Linked DNA regions of Anas platyrhynchos: region 1 is linked to region 2. A link is a contact called in public Hi-C data. All regions are on one chromosome and are shown on one strand. Each heading gives the region's core, a stretch centred on a gene start, on an enhancer-like site or on the middle of the called end of the contact. The rest is flanking DNA. Distances are from core to core; before and after follow the strand shown. Region 1 overlaps ADGRB2 (adhesion G protein-coupled receptor B2). Region 2 holds the start of PTP4A2 (protein tyrosine phosphatase 4A2).

Region 1 (6,721 bases), core at 2,829-5,328, 39 kb before region 2:
GGCGCAAGGGGCCCAGGCTGCCCCTTCCTGCGGGACAGGCACCAGGAGCCCACCCGAGCACTGCAGCAGCTCAGATTTCTCAAGTTCTTGTAGCTTTAGGACGGCGGGTGGTGTTTATTTTGCACCAAGGGGGGATGCAGCTCCTGGTCCCCACAGCCAGCGTGTCGACGCATCGGGACGTGCCAGGGCATCTCCGGGAATCCCAGAGCTCCAGGTCAGCCCCGCTCCAAGGGGACAGCCCCAGATCCCCTCCTGGGGTCAGCAGGAACGTGCTGTCACCCCAGGGAGCCAAGGAACCCACTGGGGACCCGGCTCTGCCCCGTGGTCCCCCTGCTCCCCATGGCCCCTTGTGAGCCGCGAGGCGCCCGCGCTGACGGCTCAATTATCAGCATTCCGCTCCTGTTTGCCCGCGGATCCTGTAATCAACGTCTGCGTGTGTATTCTGGCAAAATTAATCATAATTGCTGAAAGCAAGACACATCGCACTTGTAACTTTGGTCCGTTAATTAGGAGTCTGTAATTGGATACAGCGCTCCCCGTAAATCCAATTACCTGGGATTAGAGCCGCGGCACCGCGGGGCCGGGGCGGCCTCGGCAGGGACGCAGCCGGGGCGGCCGTGCCAGGCTCACCCCGACCCCACAGGCTTTGTCCTGGCTCCCCTCTCCCCCAGGACAACGGGGCTGGGATCCCCCAGCGGATCCAACGCCTGGAAGCAGGGGGCAGGGGCAGGATGCGCCCCGGAGCCCTGCGCCAAGCCCCAGAGCAGCCTCCCCGGAGGTGCCCCAATTTCAGCGGAATTAAGCCTTATCCTGGCACGCTCTCCGGGGGTGCACGTGCCAATTCCTGGGGTGATGCAGCCCAGAGATTGAGGGGAGCAAGGGCACAGCCCCGTCTGCCTCTCACCTGGCACATTCCCAGCCTGAGCCCCCCCTTCCCCTCCCCAAATCCTCCTCGTCGCTGCGTGGCCGGCAGGGCAGCGGCACGCCGCTCCCCCCAGGTCCATAAAGATTAAATTACAAAAGAAGGAAAAAGGAGATTTTTTTTTTTTTTTTAACTACGCTGAACAATCATCTCCTTTAATATCCATAGATAAAACCTGTAATTGTTTCAAATGAGAGCTAGGTAATTTAGGCTCCGTTTTATGGTGTTTTGGACTATAAAGTCCCCGTGCTGAAATCTCCTGGCAGGCAGGTGCAGAAGGCTGGGTTTGCTGGGGGTTATTTTTATTATTTTACTTAGAGTTAGCCGAGAAATATGGAACAATTACCCTTTAATTCAAGGTGTCCCCAGGGCTTACTCCGCTCCCAGCTCTCTGAATACCTGATGATCACTTGGAAGGCAGAGGAAGCCGAAGAGAGGGAGGAGCAGGTGCCCAGCGCCACCAGGCCGTGCCGCAGCCCCCGCTGTGCTCCCCCAAAACCCAAAAAATCCGGGAGCCCTGCAGGTGACAGGGACAGTGACAGCCTCCTGCAGCCCGTGGAGGACAGGCGAATTTCTCCCCTAGCAGAACGGGAGCTGCCCAGGCTCTCCCCACCAGGCAGGAGCCGTGCCCGCTCCTCTCCCACCCCGCAGGCTGCTGCGGAGCACCAGGAGAAACCCCAAACCCCAGCCTGAGCTCCCTGCCACCTGCACGGGTGGAAAAAGGGGAAAAAGGAGGAAAAAACGCACGCAGCCCGAGCTGAAGTGCACCAGATTTGGCGACGTGAAGCCCAGCACAGCTCAGGGGGAGCACGGCACAGGGCAGCGGTGCTCAGCCACGCTCCCCCGAGCCCCCCCGAGAGCCTTCTGCAGGGCAGCGCAGCGCTTGCACGGTGCAGGCACCCCTATTAACCTAATTAATTACAACAGGGGCCTGCGGATTGCCTCATTATGAATGTGCTTCGTTTTGATTTCCCTTCTAATTAATTTGTATTATTTACACACAGCACCAGCTGGCCGGGCAGGACTCAGAGCAAACGGCTCCTGGGCGTTAAGGGCTGGTACCGGGGGAAGGGGATGGAAACCTGGGGACAAACCCCACAGCCCCAGGGGCAGGATGGATCCCATGGGGTTGTAGGAAATGGGGAAAAAAAACCTGCTTTGGGGGCTTTTTGCCCTGCAGAGGACACGGGCAGCAAGCCCACCACCAAACCACAAGGGTCACCACCCCACGGGGTCGTGCCTGGAGACCCCAAAGGCCGTGCCCCTGCCCCAAGGGTCCCCAAGGGGACGTGGTGGTGCCATGGGGACCCCAGAGGGAGCCCGGTGGCCGGGCCTCACTAGAGGGCAGCAAAATGCTGCCGTTCCCAGGGCTGGTGGCACGGGGCCACCGCTGTGACCAGCCACAGACTCCTTGGGGTCCCCCCACCCTTGTCCCCCACCACTCGGGCACGGATCTCCCCATCACCACAGCCTCCAGTGCCCAGGAGCTGCCACCCCCCACTTGGGGTCCCTGGCAACCTTTTGGGGTGCTCAGGAGAGGCTGGGATGGGGGCACCCTGCCTGCAATGGGAGCATTTTCTTGGTTGGGGGGTGCTGGTGCTGAAGGTGGCCGAGGAGGGACAGGTAGAGGCCAGCTGGGCGCCAGCAGCACTTTTTTGGGGGCTCAAACACGGGGTTGCTGCAGCCCTGGGCACCCCCAGCACCCTGCGCCACGGCCCCCCCAGCACCGGAGTGGTTTTGGGGTGCCCAGGAGCACCCGGGGAGCCCTGCCTTTTTTTCCACCCCCCCAAACCTTTCACCAAAATGCAACCCTGAGCGCGACGAAGGGCAGCAGAGTGTGCCCGGTGGCAGAGCTCAGCCCTGCGGGGCTGCGTGGTACCACCGAGCTCAGCAAAACCCAAAAAACCCTGCTCTGCTGCCTCTGCGCTAAAACCATCAGCAAAAAAACCCTGCTAAAAGCCCGAGCCTTCACCCTGTGCCCGTGCCAGCTGCAATTAGGACTGCAACCCCTTCCTCTCGTGGCCAAATGGGTACAGGAGGTGCCTTTGCAGGAAAGCTGCAGGCTGCACCTCGTTAAGTGCACCGGATTTTCCTGGCCTCCTGGGGGACCGCTCAGAGCTTCGCTGCCAAAAGCAGAGTGACCCGAGCACATCCTGCACCAGGCGGCCACGGCGCCGCTCCCCATCCCAGCTCGCCATCGATTCCCTGTTTTGGCCACCCCTGGCGTGCTCCAAGCCCTGCCTGGTGCTAGGACAATGCCAGGGCTGAGCTTTTATCCATCCCGAGCTGGCAGAGGCAGGGGTTCAGCAACACAAGGAGCCAGCCCGGGTCACCAGGAGCTCCCCACGGCACGGCACGGGGGCTGTGCCAGGCAGGGGCCATCCTGTGCCCGATGCTGCAGCCTCTGCTTGGAGAGCAGCTCCTGTTCTTAGGGTTTCTCCTCCTGTATCACCAAATCCAGGGGAGTTACGAGCCCATCGCTCTGGTCAGAGATCGTTTTTTCCCTCCCCAAGTGATCGCTCATTGTGGAACTGGCTCTAAATGAGCAGATGGAGCCAATTCTGAGCGCACACATCGCCCCGGCTCGGCTGCGACTCGAGGCTGACCACAGCTAAAAATAAGGCGCCGCTGCTGGGGCTGAGCAGCAATTTGCAGCCCTTGTGGTCGGTGGCAAGAGCTGCTGCTTGGGAAGGCCGGGAACGAAGCACAGCCCCTTCCCGAGCACTCAGGCGGCCTCACCCTGCCTTCCCCCGGCCGATGCCAAACGCCCTTCGCTGCTCCAAGAGCACCAGAGGGATTTTACTGCCGGAGCTCGGAAGCAGGGGCAGGCTCAGCCCCTGATGTGCACGGTGGGTTTTACCGACAGATGCTGCAAACTCAGCGCCAGCCCCTCTCCAGGATCTGCAGCTGCAGGCTCCGAAAGTCCCAGCGTGGGTTGGCCACCGGTCATGTCCCCAGGTGGTATGTGAGCTCTGGTCACCTCCTGCGCTCCGGTCACCTCCTGTGCTCTTGTCACCTCCTGCTCCATCACAGCTCCCTCCGATGGGAGCCTCCAGCACACGAGCACGAGCCTCCTGGCTGCGCCCACACGGCAAAGCCAGCTCCAGAGAAACCTCTTCAAAGTCCGCCTTTAAAGCCAAGGGAGTAAAAACCACACAAGATTATCACTATTATTTGTTTGTTAACCTTCGGATTTACTCAAGGCCTATGTTTGCGACGTGTTATTGCTATTAATCTCTATTATTTACTTCTAACATTTATTAAGTGGCCTTCCTGCGGGCTGGGGCACATGCTTCGCATTTCTCGGAGCAGAAACCAACGCTTGGATGTGAAACGTTCACAACCTGGCTGCCGGGAGCCTTTTTACAGCCCCTCCGAGCAGGAGGGGCGAGGGAGGAGGTGCCCAGCCCACGAGGTCCCACCAGGGCCCCCACTGGGGTGGCACAGACGGAGCCCACAGGTTTTTGAGCCCCTGGGGAGAGGCGAGCAGAGGATCTGAAGGAGCTCCAGGTACAGCAACGCCCTCCTGGAGCCGGCCGATGCCTAGGAGCTCGCTCGGAGCAGCTCTCCTGCAGCACAGCCATCACCCACCAGGCTGCTGGCTGCCTGCGAGGCTGTGCTCAGCAATCACACAGCTTTCATGCCAGCCACCAGCACGGTCCCCATGATTATCGCCCGCGAGCTGCTCTGCCTCCCTGCACCTTCCCTCGCCGAGCACGCGACTCGACACGACTTTGTTCTGCAGAGAGCCGCAGCTACGGCCGGGCACTGCTGCTGCCTTTGAGGACACCTCCTCTGCACGCCCTCACCGTGCTCCGACAAAAGGTAAACCCCACGACCTCAGCTCCTCTTCCCAGTAACGAGAGGAAAACGAACATCCTCTGAGCTCCAAACATCCTCTGAGCACCAAACATCCTCTGAGCGGGAGCACGAGGCCAGAGCGCTCTTCAGATCTGTTACCAGAGACATTTCTGAGCGTGAGCATCCAATTAAAAATCTCTCTCCACCTTCCCCAAACCTTTTTTATCCCCCCACATCGATGTGGCCGGCAGCAGAAAATCATTTTTGGCCTGAAATCCTTCCCAGCACAGGGGGAGCAGCCGGGCAGCTCCCACGCAAACCACGCCGCCCTCTCATTAGCGGCACAAACGGCCCCGTGGCGCACGAGGGGGCTGTTTAATGAAGGCACTCGCTGTAAACAGGAGGAACGAGAGCCTCACCTGGCTACCCAGGCCGTGCTTGTTGTTTTTAGTGAGCTGGCAGGGTCAGGAATTAACGCTTCGTGCCTCATCCTGGCTCACGCTCTCGGCCCCAGCGGAGCGCTGCACCTAACGAGCGGCCGACCCGCGGTTACCTCGACGCTGCCTTCAAAGCTGGCTCTCCCGGGATGATGACAGCTTGGGGAAAGGCATAGGAAAAAAAAAAAAAAAAAACAAAACATCACTCTGCTAAATTATGAGGCTGTCGGAGGAGAATTCCAGGCGCAGGGAAACCTCGCGTTGCGTAAGAGCGGCCAGAGGCACGAGGCAGGTTGAGCTGCTGGGGCTGCACGGCCCCATGGAGGGGTTCCCCCAGCACCTCGGGGTGCCCTAATTACACTGCAAAGGGACCCCCTGTGGGGGTCCCGAATAAATGCAGCCACCCCGTTCTGCCCTGCCTGCTGCACCAGAAAGCGTCTGAGCTGATGCAGATGTTCTGGCTGGTGGAATCCTGGGCTCCTTGGAGCTGGATTTTTGCGCTTTCTGTGCATTTCCCTAGCAGAAGGCAGAGGACAAGGGCAGGGCAGCGGCGCTGAAACCACTCAGCTCGCTGGATCTTTATCACTGGCAATGAACAGAGAGGCTGCGGCTTCGTCTCAGAGCCTGGCTGAGGCACCAGCCAGCAGAAAAATCCCCCCTCCACCTCCCAAGCAGCAGCAGCAAAGCCCTCGGGCTCCGCGTGCCAGCCCCTCCTGCGCCTACCAGCACCCGAGGAGCTCGGCAGCCCCGCAGCAGCACGGAGCAGAGCCAGCACGGCTCAGGGTGAGCCAGCAGAGCTGTGGCAGCTTTAACGAGGCCCTGCTAATTCAGAGGGATGGGAAGAGCGAGCAGAGGTCAGCGGCTGCCTGCAGACTGCCCCGCTCATTTGCTGCAGGTCGCTGTCGGGAAGCCACCGGCGGGGGGACCGCAGCTTTGCTGCGTGTCTGGGTTCACAAACCGCAGCCGTGACCCCAAACGATGGCTGCTGGTGAGGGATTTGTCCAGCAAAACCCCATCAGCCCAAACGGCAGAGGGCTGGGAGTGAGCAGGAGGCTGTTATGGGGCTGCCATGTCCTCGTTCCCCTGCCTGCAGCGGGCTAAGCCAGGTTAATCCACAGCGTGGAAAAAGAGAGGGGTTAAACAGCAGTGGCCCGAGCTGCGGCACTCTTCCAAGGTAGATCCAAGCAATCCATCACAGCACAACCCTCCTGCGCAGACCACACGGATTGTCATAATCCAATTACCCCCCTCTTCCCTGCGCCCGTGCATCAAAAGCAACCGACGAGGCCGACGGTTTGCCAAAAAGAAAAACCCACCAGGAAGGGCACTTCTCACGTCCTGGAGCTACGGCCTCGCGCAGCTGCGTGCCCAAGCTCTGCTGCCTAATTACCAACCATTTCATGCTCCGAAAGTTAATATTTCAACCAGAAGGACCAGAGGCTGCCTCGCACTGGCGGCCAGCTTCCCTGGCTGCTGGGGAGCCTGCCCGAGGCAACAAACCCCGGCTCACCCCAGCCCTACAGACACAGCTCCACGGGCAGCCAGGGACCCAAGGAGGAGG
Region 2 (7,829 bases), core at 1,950-4,449:
GGCATTGAGCGGGCGGCCTTCTGCCGAGCGGGGCCGGCGCCTCCCACGCAGCGGGGCCGGGAGGGGGGCGGGAAGGGGCGCGGCGGGAGGGGAGGGAGGGGAAGGGGAAGGGGGAAGGGGAAGGGAAGGAGGCGGCGGGGCCCGGGAACCGGAGCCGGGGCTGGGTGGGGGCCGCTGGGGCCCGGCCGCTGCTGGAGGGAGCCCGGAGCCCGCGCGCTGCTGCTGGAGCACAGGCCGCGCCCCCCCGCGCCGCGTGGTACGCTCCAGCCTCCTCCTCCTCCTCCTCGTCCTCCCCCCTCAATGCCCTGTGGTACGGTCCGCCCGCCCCGGCTCTGCGCGTTGGGAGAGACCATCTCTAGCCACCGCGGGGGTGTTCCCGAAATACGGGGGTGAGGACAGCAGCGCGGGGAGGAGGTGCCGGGCCCCGCCGCCGCTCACCGGGCTGGAGGCGCGGAGCCAAGCGCGGGGCCTCCTCCGGGCTGTACGGAGCCGCTGCCGCCCTCCCGCCGCCATCACCGCGCTGCTGTCCCCCCCCTATCCCCAGCGCGGTGGTACGGCCCGCCCCGCCCCTCTGAGCGCCGGCCCAGCCCATCCAAGGCAGCGCTGGGGGGGGAGACGCTGGGTCCCGGCCCTCCCCTTCCGCCGCACTTGGAGTCGCCCTCCGGCCCCACGTGCGCGCCGGCCCTTCCACGCCAGCACCTCCCCCCCCCGCGCGGGGAGGAGTTGGTACGGCCCGCTCCCCCCCAACAACCCCCCGCCCGGTGGTTCGGCCCGCCCCGCCGTTCCCACGCCTTCCGCCTGGCGGGCGCGGCCGCTCCCATTGAGAAAAAAGGGGCAAGGGGGGAAAAAGCCCGAAACCGCCTCAAAACGGCGAGCGGCCGGCACGGGAGCGTGGGGCGGGGGGGAGAAGGGGACGCGGAGCTCCTCGGCTCGGCCATGTGGCGCTCGGGGGCTGAAGGAGGCGACCTGGGCTGCGGTACCGGGCTACAACCGGGCCGTACCGGGCTACAACCGGGCTGTACGGGGCCGTACCGGGCCATACCGGGCTGTACCGGCCCCCAGGCGGCCCCACCGGGCACAGCGCGGCTCCGGGCCCCCGGCTCCAGCCCCCTCCTCCCACCCGGCCCCGTTGCCCGTTGAGTGCAGCCCGGTGGAACCGAGGCGGAGCCGCCCCCGGGAGCGGCACGGCCCCGCTGGGCTCGCCCCGGCGCCGTTCGGTTCCTCTGCCCCCCCCCCGGGTGGAGCCGCCGCCGGGCCGGGGTCCGCTAGAGGGCAGCCGGACACCGCTCCGGGCTCCCGAGGGGGAGAAGCGCTCGGCCCCGGTGGGGCTGTGCTCGCCCGTTAATACCGCGAGGAGTACCTTCATCGGGAGCCGCTGCCTGCCGCCGCCTTCCCAGCCCAAATTACCGGAGCTGAGCCCGGGGGCAGGGCGGGCGGGCCGTCCCCACCGGCATCGCCGCCGCTCCGGCCGAGGGAGGGGGCAGGAACAAGGCAGCCTCTGTGTCCTCCGCGCCCGCAGGAAGCCCTCGGCGGGGCCCCTCGGGCCGGCGGGGCCGCTGACGCACTCCCATTTGCATAGCGCCCGGTGCCCCGGCCCAGCGGGCCCCTTCACAACAAAGGCGCTGCCCGGCCGGCTCCTGCCTCTCGCCCTGCCCCGTCCCGGAGGGCACCGCGTCCATTTTAACACCCTGGGACTCTTTTTTTCAGTGGCTGCTGGAGGCTCTGGCTGAGCTCAGGGCTGTGCTGCTCGCTCTGGGGGCTCCACAAGGTTGTAACAGACACACCTCAGCCCCTTTGTACCCCAGCAGATCAGGCTGAGGACAAATGAAGTAGAAGTAGCTCAATTTACAGCTGGGGAACTGACCAGTTAAGTGTCCAGCTCCACTCAAAAAGCCTGCAAGGAGTTGGAAACTGGTCCCAGATTTCCAAACTTCCAGACCAGGGCCCCATCGGGCAACCTTCCTCTAGAAATTAAACTCTAGAAGAGCTGCACGCATCTCTTTAGGCTGAAATTTTTGTGAGGGATGAGTCCAGATCAAATGGCTGATGGCTGCCATCCCCCACAGCAGCACAAGCACAGCAGAGGGGCTGGCTGCAGCAAGGGGAGAGTTGTGAGTGCTCAGCACGAGGCAGCAGGTGGAAACCCTGGGGCAAGGACAGCGTTTCCAAGAGCAGAGCTAGCACCGCCTGGCTTCAGGAAGGCACCACGGCATTTACAAGTAATGCAGCTGTAAGGACAGGCAAGGAAAGCGAATCTCAGTGAAACGTATCCAAAAATTACACTGAAGATATAAAACTGGGGTGAAAGAAGAGAAAGCGTGCGAGCAAGGAAGGCCCTGACGGGGGAGGCACACGTATCAGGGAGCCATGCAACACCAGGAGCTCCCTTCGAGGCAAGGCTTTACGGGCACCAAAGCGCCCAGGCACTGATGCCAAGTGAAGGCTGTGAGCAGGTTCTTCTTAGAACCAGCACCCAGGAGGGGAGAGGGCAGTGCAGGGCCCAGGCGCGCCGTTACCTGCTGCCGACGGAGGCCGTTTGTCCACGCACATCGACTCCAGCCCCACACAAGCGGCTGCTGCAAACTGGGCCCTGTGACGAGACACGGAAAGACCAGATGAGATTCGTGTCCTTAAGGGGATGAAAGATGTGTGGTTTTACCAGCTATAAAGTCCATCTTTTTGGGTCATGAACATAAAGCCATCGAGAAGGGCTGCATCCGATAGCACCGAGGCGCGCCCTGCCCTCTCCCTGAACACTCGGTCCCTCCAAAAACCATAGTAACGGAACCCCCCCCAGACGCACACTGTGTGGGAGCGGGCACCCGCAGTGGGAAAACGACCAGGGCCCCTCAGAGCCCCCCAAGAGCCCTCTCAGGCCGCTGAGAGCCCCCTCAGAGTCCCCTAGGAGCCCCTCAGAGGCCCCTAAGAGCCCCCTCAGACCCCCCAGGCCCATCAGAGCCCCCCCAGAGGCCTCCAGAGGCCCTTCAGAGGCCCTCAGAGCCCCCTCAAAGACCCCCAGAGCCTCACAGGGGCCCTTCAAAGGCCCTCAGGCCCCCTCAGAGGCCTCCAGAGCCCCCTAAGAGCCCCTAAGAGCCCCTAAGGCCCCCCTCAGAGCCCCTCAACCCCCCTCAGGGCCCGGCCCCGCTGCCTCGCACCTCAACGCCGTCCCCGCGCGGGCAGCCAAATGCGCATGCGCGCAGCCGCTTCCCCCTCCCCCCCCGGGCACCACCTCCTGTGCGCACGCGCACTGAGGCCTCGGGGGACCATTCTCGCGCCGCCCCGCAACCAATGTCGCGCCGCCAACGCTGCGCATGCGCAGTCGAGGCCGAGGGCGCTTCCCCGCGCGCAGCTCTTCCCCCCCTCTGACGGTCCTGCACTGCGCATGCGCGCTCCGTGAGGGGCGGGGCGAGGCCGCGCCGCGAGGCCGGCGCTCTGCGCAGGCGCGGAGGCGCGCGGGGTGGTCGCGCGGGAGCCGTGTGGGGGGGTTAACCGAGGGGGCGGAACTTCCGGTCGCTCACTTCCGGCCGTGGCGCCGCGGCGGACGGTGTGGCAGCGCCGCTCCGCTCGGCCCGGCCCGGCCCGGCCCGGCCCGGTTCGGTTGGCTCGACCCCGCCCCCCCCCTCCCCTCCCCTATGCAGCGCCGCGACGACCCCGCCGCCCGCATGGGCCGGGGCCCGGGGCCCGGTGGAGGCGGCGGAGGAGCCCGGCAAGGCTCAGCCCCACCGCGGCGGCCGCCCCGGGGAGGGGGAGGCCGCGGGGCCGGCTCCGGGGCGCAGCCGCCGCCGCCGCTGCTCCCGCCCAGCGCTGCGGGCACGGCCTCGGCCGCTCAGGGCCCCGCTGCTGCTTCCTCCACCACCACCACCGCCGCCTCCTCCTCATCCTCCTCTTCCTCCTCCGGTGCCGGTGCCCCCACCCCGCTGCTGCCCGGTTCCGGCGGGAAGCTGGAGCCCGAGAACAAATACCTGCCCGAGCTGATGGCCGAGAAGGACAGCCTCGACCCGTCCTTCACGCACGCCATGCAGCTCCTCACCGCAGGTACCGGGCCGGCCGGGACCCCCGGCAATGAACGGGAGAGGGGGGGGGGGAGGCCGGGCAGGTCCCGGGGGGGGGGGCGGCGGGGCCGTTGTGCAGCCCCCCCGAGGCATGGGTTGGAGCAGCCCGGTGCTGAGGGGCAGCCCCCGGTTCACCGGGGTGGGTCGAGCCCCCGGAGCCGGTGGGGGGGGATGAGGGGGGGTTCGGAGCGCGGCGGGGCCGGCCCTTCGCTTCCACCCGGGGGGAGAGGGGTCCCAGGAGGATGGGGACAGCGGGGATCTGCCCGGAGCCGCTGCCTGAGGCCCTGCGGGGTGCGAGCAACTCTGATTTTCCCCTCGGGTGCTGTGGGTTAGGGCTCGTTTCGTGCTCGCCATGAGCCGGGTTAGGGGCTGGCAATGGCAGCCTTTGTTCTGCGCCCAGACCAGCCTTCGCCTTCTCCTTCCCCGTCGCTGTCCAATCGCCTGCCGGCTCGGATTTCTGCCTATCTGCACGGTGCAGCTGCTGCTCCCGCACTCGGCGGCCCTATCGGGTAGGCTCAGCTGCCTCCAGACCCCGCAGACGGCTTAAAAAGGGGAACCGGTGCCAGCATTCGGTGCCACTCGGTGCTTACCGTGTGCTGGGAGGCACCGGCACGAGGACAGATGCAGGTTCAGCCTGCAGATGCTCAGCTCCCCGGTGTTTATCGTTCTGCTTTGGAATGGGCTCGTTCAGGGCTTTAAAACGTTGGATGCTGCCGTAGTCATCGCAGCACGAGGGGCTTTCCTAGCTCCTCCTGTGGCATGGGGAATAATTCCTCAGAAGTGCCCCCTCCCTTTGTGCAAGTAACCAAGGTGCCTCGGCATGGGGAACCTGGCATCGATTGTGGACATCTCGATCTAAACCCAGCAGTCCTGTAAGCTGATTTGCCGTCAATTTAAGGTTTTTCATTAATAAACCCCCTCTGCCAGCTGATGCTCAGTGATAATGCCCCCAGCACAGCCGGAGGGGTTTGCTGATTCCTGCACAAAGAGCAGCGCTCGGCCCCGTAGCAAAGCTTCCCTCAGAGAGAGGTGTAACCAGGATTTACGAGGGGGTTTTCATTAATTTAAAATTTACTGAGAGCAGACTGCTGCCTTGTGAGACTTAACATCGAGCACTGGAAGAGCCCCAGATGCTTCCTGCCTGCTTTGGGTGTTTGGATATTGCTGGCCTTTAGGAGCATCCAGCAGCAGTCTGCATTCAGGGCAATTGGAGTGAGAAGCTGGTGGAAGAAAAGCTGAAATAAACCCGAGCTTTTAGGCAAGTGCCTCGTTGTGCAGAGGGCCGGCTGCTCCCTGGGTTGCTCACAATTCCTCTACTGCCGTGGCAGCCTCTGGGGCTGTCCTGCTGGAGGAGCTGCTCTGGAATTTAGGTCTGGGCCAGAGCTTGTAGCGCATACGTGTAGCACAACTTGAGCAAAGTGATTTTCAGACAAACACACCCAAAAAAAAGGCTGGTTGCTGACTGACAGCCACCCTCCTGCCCCAGCCCCTTCTCAGGAAGGCAGGCTGCTGGTGCTGCCTGCTCTCGGGAGGGAGAACCCCGCGGGTCTGCGCTGACACCGAGCCTTGCCGTGTAAAAACAGCGTCTGAAAGCAGGCTGAAACACTTCTGGAGTTGTAAAACTGGGTTCTCGTGTTAATCAACGCGTAGCAGAGCAGGAGCAGCGCCAGGAGCCCTCAGCAGGACCCCCTGCTGCCTGCCTGCCTCGTGCCAGCTTCATTTCATCTCTTCCTAGCAGGAGAAGATGCTGCACGGGCCGGGCGGGCAGTGGCCGTGCTGCCAAGGACCCAGCAGGAGGATTTAGAGGTGGGCTGAGGCCACGAGGCAGTGAGGAGCTGTACAAAACCCCCAGCAGGCAGCTGGGCAGGGCTCTTTCCGCATGCAGTTGGGGATGGAGATGATTTTATCAATCTCTGTGTTTCCAAGTGTACACCCAGCCCCCCGAGGAGCTGTGAGTGCTGCCTTAGACCCGTGCCCGATGTCCTGAGCTGAGCCATGTGCCTCGTTTCCTGCTGAGCCCTGCTGGGTGCTGCCACTGCTGGGATTCTGCCTCCTCGGGAGCCTCGCTGCCTGTGCCATCTCTCCCAGCTCTCCTCCTGCCTCACACTTCGGTGTTTCTCCTCCCCGTGCCCCTTCTCCCTGTGCTGCCCGGCCCTGGGAGATCAGACCCGCTAGGAAGCCGCAGCGTAGAGGTGGGGCCCTGCCCTCTTCCAGAGGCTCCCACCCCAAAACTCTTCATTTTCTTTCCTTTGGGGCCGTGGGGTCAGCACAACCACGCCGTGAAGGTGATGCCCTCAGCGTTAGGGCTGGACAGGAGCTGTCCCTGCTCGCAGAGCCCCGTTGTGCCGCGGGGCAGAGCTGAGAACGTTTGGGCTGAGAGCAGGAGGAGCGCTGCGGCTGCTCAGCCTCCTCCTTGCGCAGCAGCGGCGTTACCAACCCCCTTTACCTACCCCTTAGGATTTCTACCAAGACAATGCAATCACTGCCCCCAACGAAGGCCTGGGAACCACTGCCACGCATGCCGCCAGCCTGCTGACATTCCCCGTGGCCAGAAGGTAACCTTCTGCTGCGCCTCTCACCCGGCTTCCTAAAACCAGCACCACAATCCGGCGTGCTTAACCCCTCGAGGCGTACGTACGCTCCTCCTTGGGCTCAGTTCCTCCAGCACTGCTCCGTGCCGCGCAGCTCGTGCCAGGATGCGTTTGGGTGATGCTGGAGCAACACACAGAACACCTTGTGTGTGTCTTTGGTCCCTGCTGGCAGCTTTGGAGCACGTTCGGAGGTGCCAGGTCCGGTGCTGACCGAGAGCTCCAGGAGCAATTCCTCTGGGCCAGGATTTTTTTTTTTAATCCCTCATATTTTGGGTTTCCCTTGAAGAGTTAGCGCTGGTGGATCTGATGCTTCTCAGCAGATGTTTAAGGGTTTGTCCCAGATGTTGCTGCTGCTCTTGCACGAGGCAGAATGGGGTTTGCTGTGTGGCTGTTGTGAATTGGGATTCGCTGGTGTCAGGGGCTGACGTCTGATCCCGCTGGGTTCCTGCGAGGTCGTTGAAAGGTGCTTTTATTCTTGGTGTGTGCATAGGAAGTGCTTGGTGTTAACACGCAGGGTGATTTTCCACAAATACTGCTTTTGGAGAGCCATGGTATTGGAGAGGTGATCTCATTTCTATTACAGGATCGAAAGCTGCACTTAATCAATGACGAGGCCGCCAGTGCAATCCTTAGATTCCAAAGCTTGGTTCCCTGACGTGTTTTCATTGCTAAAATTTTAAAACCTGTGTATAAAACTAACCAAGGCAGCCATCTCCTTTGTCTGTTCTACACATTTGACAGCATTTGAACTCTGGTTTTGTTATGTTTGTGTACTGCCCTCAAAGTCATTTCTTTGTAAAGGAAAAACCCAAGCCCTTTTTTCAAAGCTGATTATATCCAGCAATTTTCTTAAACCGAGGAGTCATGGTAACAGCTTTGTAAGGGATCCAAGGCGCTGTTGCAAGTAGGAATAAGAAAAATTAGGCCTTTTTCACAATTATGCAACGCGATACCAAGATCCATATTTAGATCTCTAAACTCAAAACCAGTTTGTGTGAGGGTGCCCCCGACCAAAAAGTTAAATCCTGATCCTTCAGCGTGGTCCCTGAGGGCTTCTTGGTTGCACGTCCAGCTCAGCCCCTGGGCTGTGCCTGCCCGGGCAGGGGTTTGATGGCAAACCCAGCGCTCCTATTTCTGTTCCCGTTATATGGGAGTGCAGCTGGGTGGCTGGCATGCCCAGAATCTG

Evidence for each region. A called contact is a pair of places that touch in the nucleus more often than the background predicts.
Region 1: a Hi-C map of F5 follicle shows a contact between it and region 2, with 2.7 times the contacts expected there. The contact joins the enhancer-like site here to the promoter of PTP4A2 in region 2. A contact is called at or near these places in 3 of 8 Hi-C or Micro-C datasets (F1 follicle, F5 follicle and subcutaneous adipose tissue).

What each region holds. Positions count from the first base shown.
Region 1 is chr24:1,271,163-1,277,883 of IASCAAS_PekinDuck_T2T, reverse strand. The region is part of intron 1 of ADGRB2 (adhesion G protein-coupled receptor B2); the gene reads right to left. Among named protein-coding and RNA genes, the nearest start is that of ADGRB2, 14 kb to the right of the region's middle. Within about 2 kb of position 4,078, at least 2 of the 8 cell types and tissues checked have an H3K27ac peak or open chromatin away from gene starts, as enhancers often do. A contact at or near this core is called in F1 follicle and F5 follicle, where this site is marked.
Region 2 is chr24:1,230,351-1,238,179 of IASCAAS_PekinDuck_T2T, reverse strand. It overlaps PTP4A2 (protein tyrosine phosphatase 4A2), which reads right to left and starts at 3,199. Exons shown (of 7, transcript XM_038167339.2): 1 at 3,156-3,199; 2 at 2,517-2,590. It overlaps KHDRBS1 (KH RNA binding domain containing, signal transduction associated 1), which reads left to right and starts at 3,491. Exons shown (of 11, transcript XM_072027499.1): 1 at 3,491-4,035. The coding sequence starts at 3,633.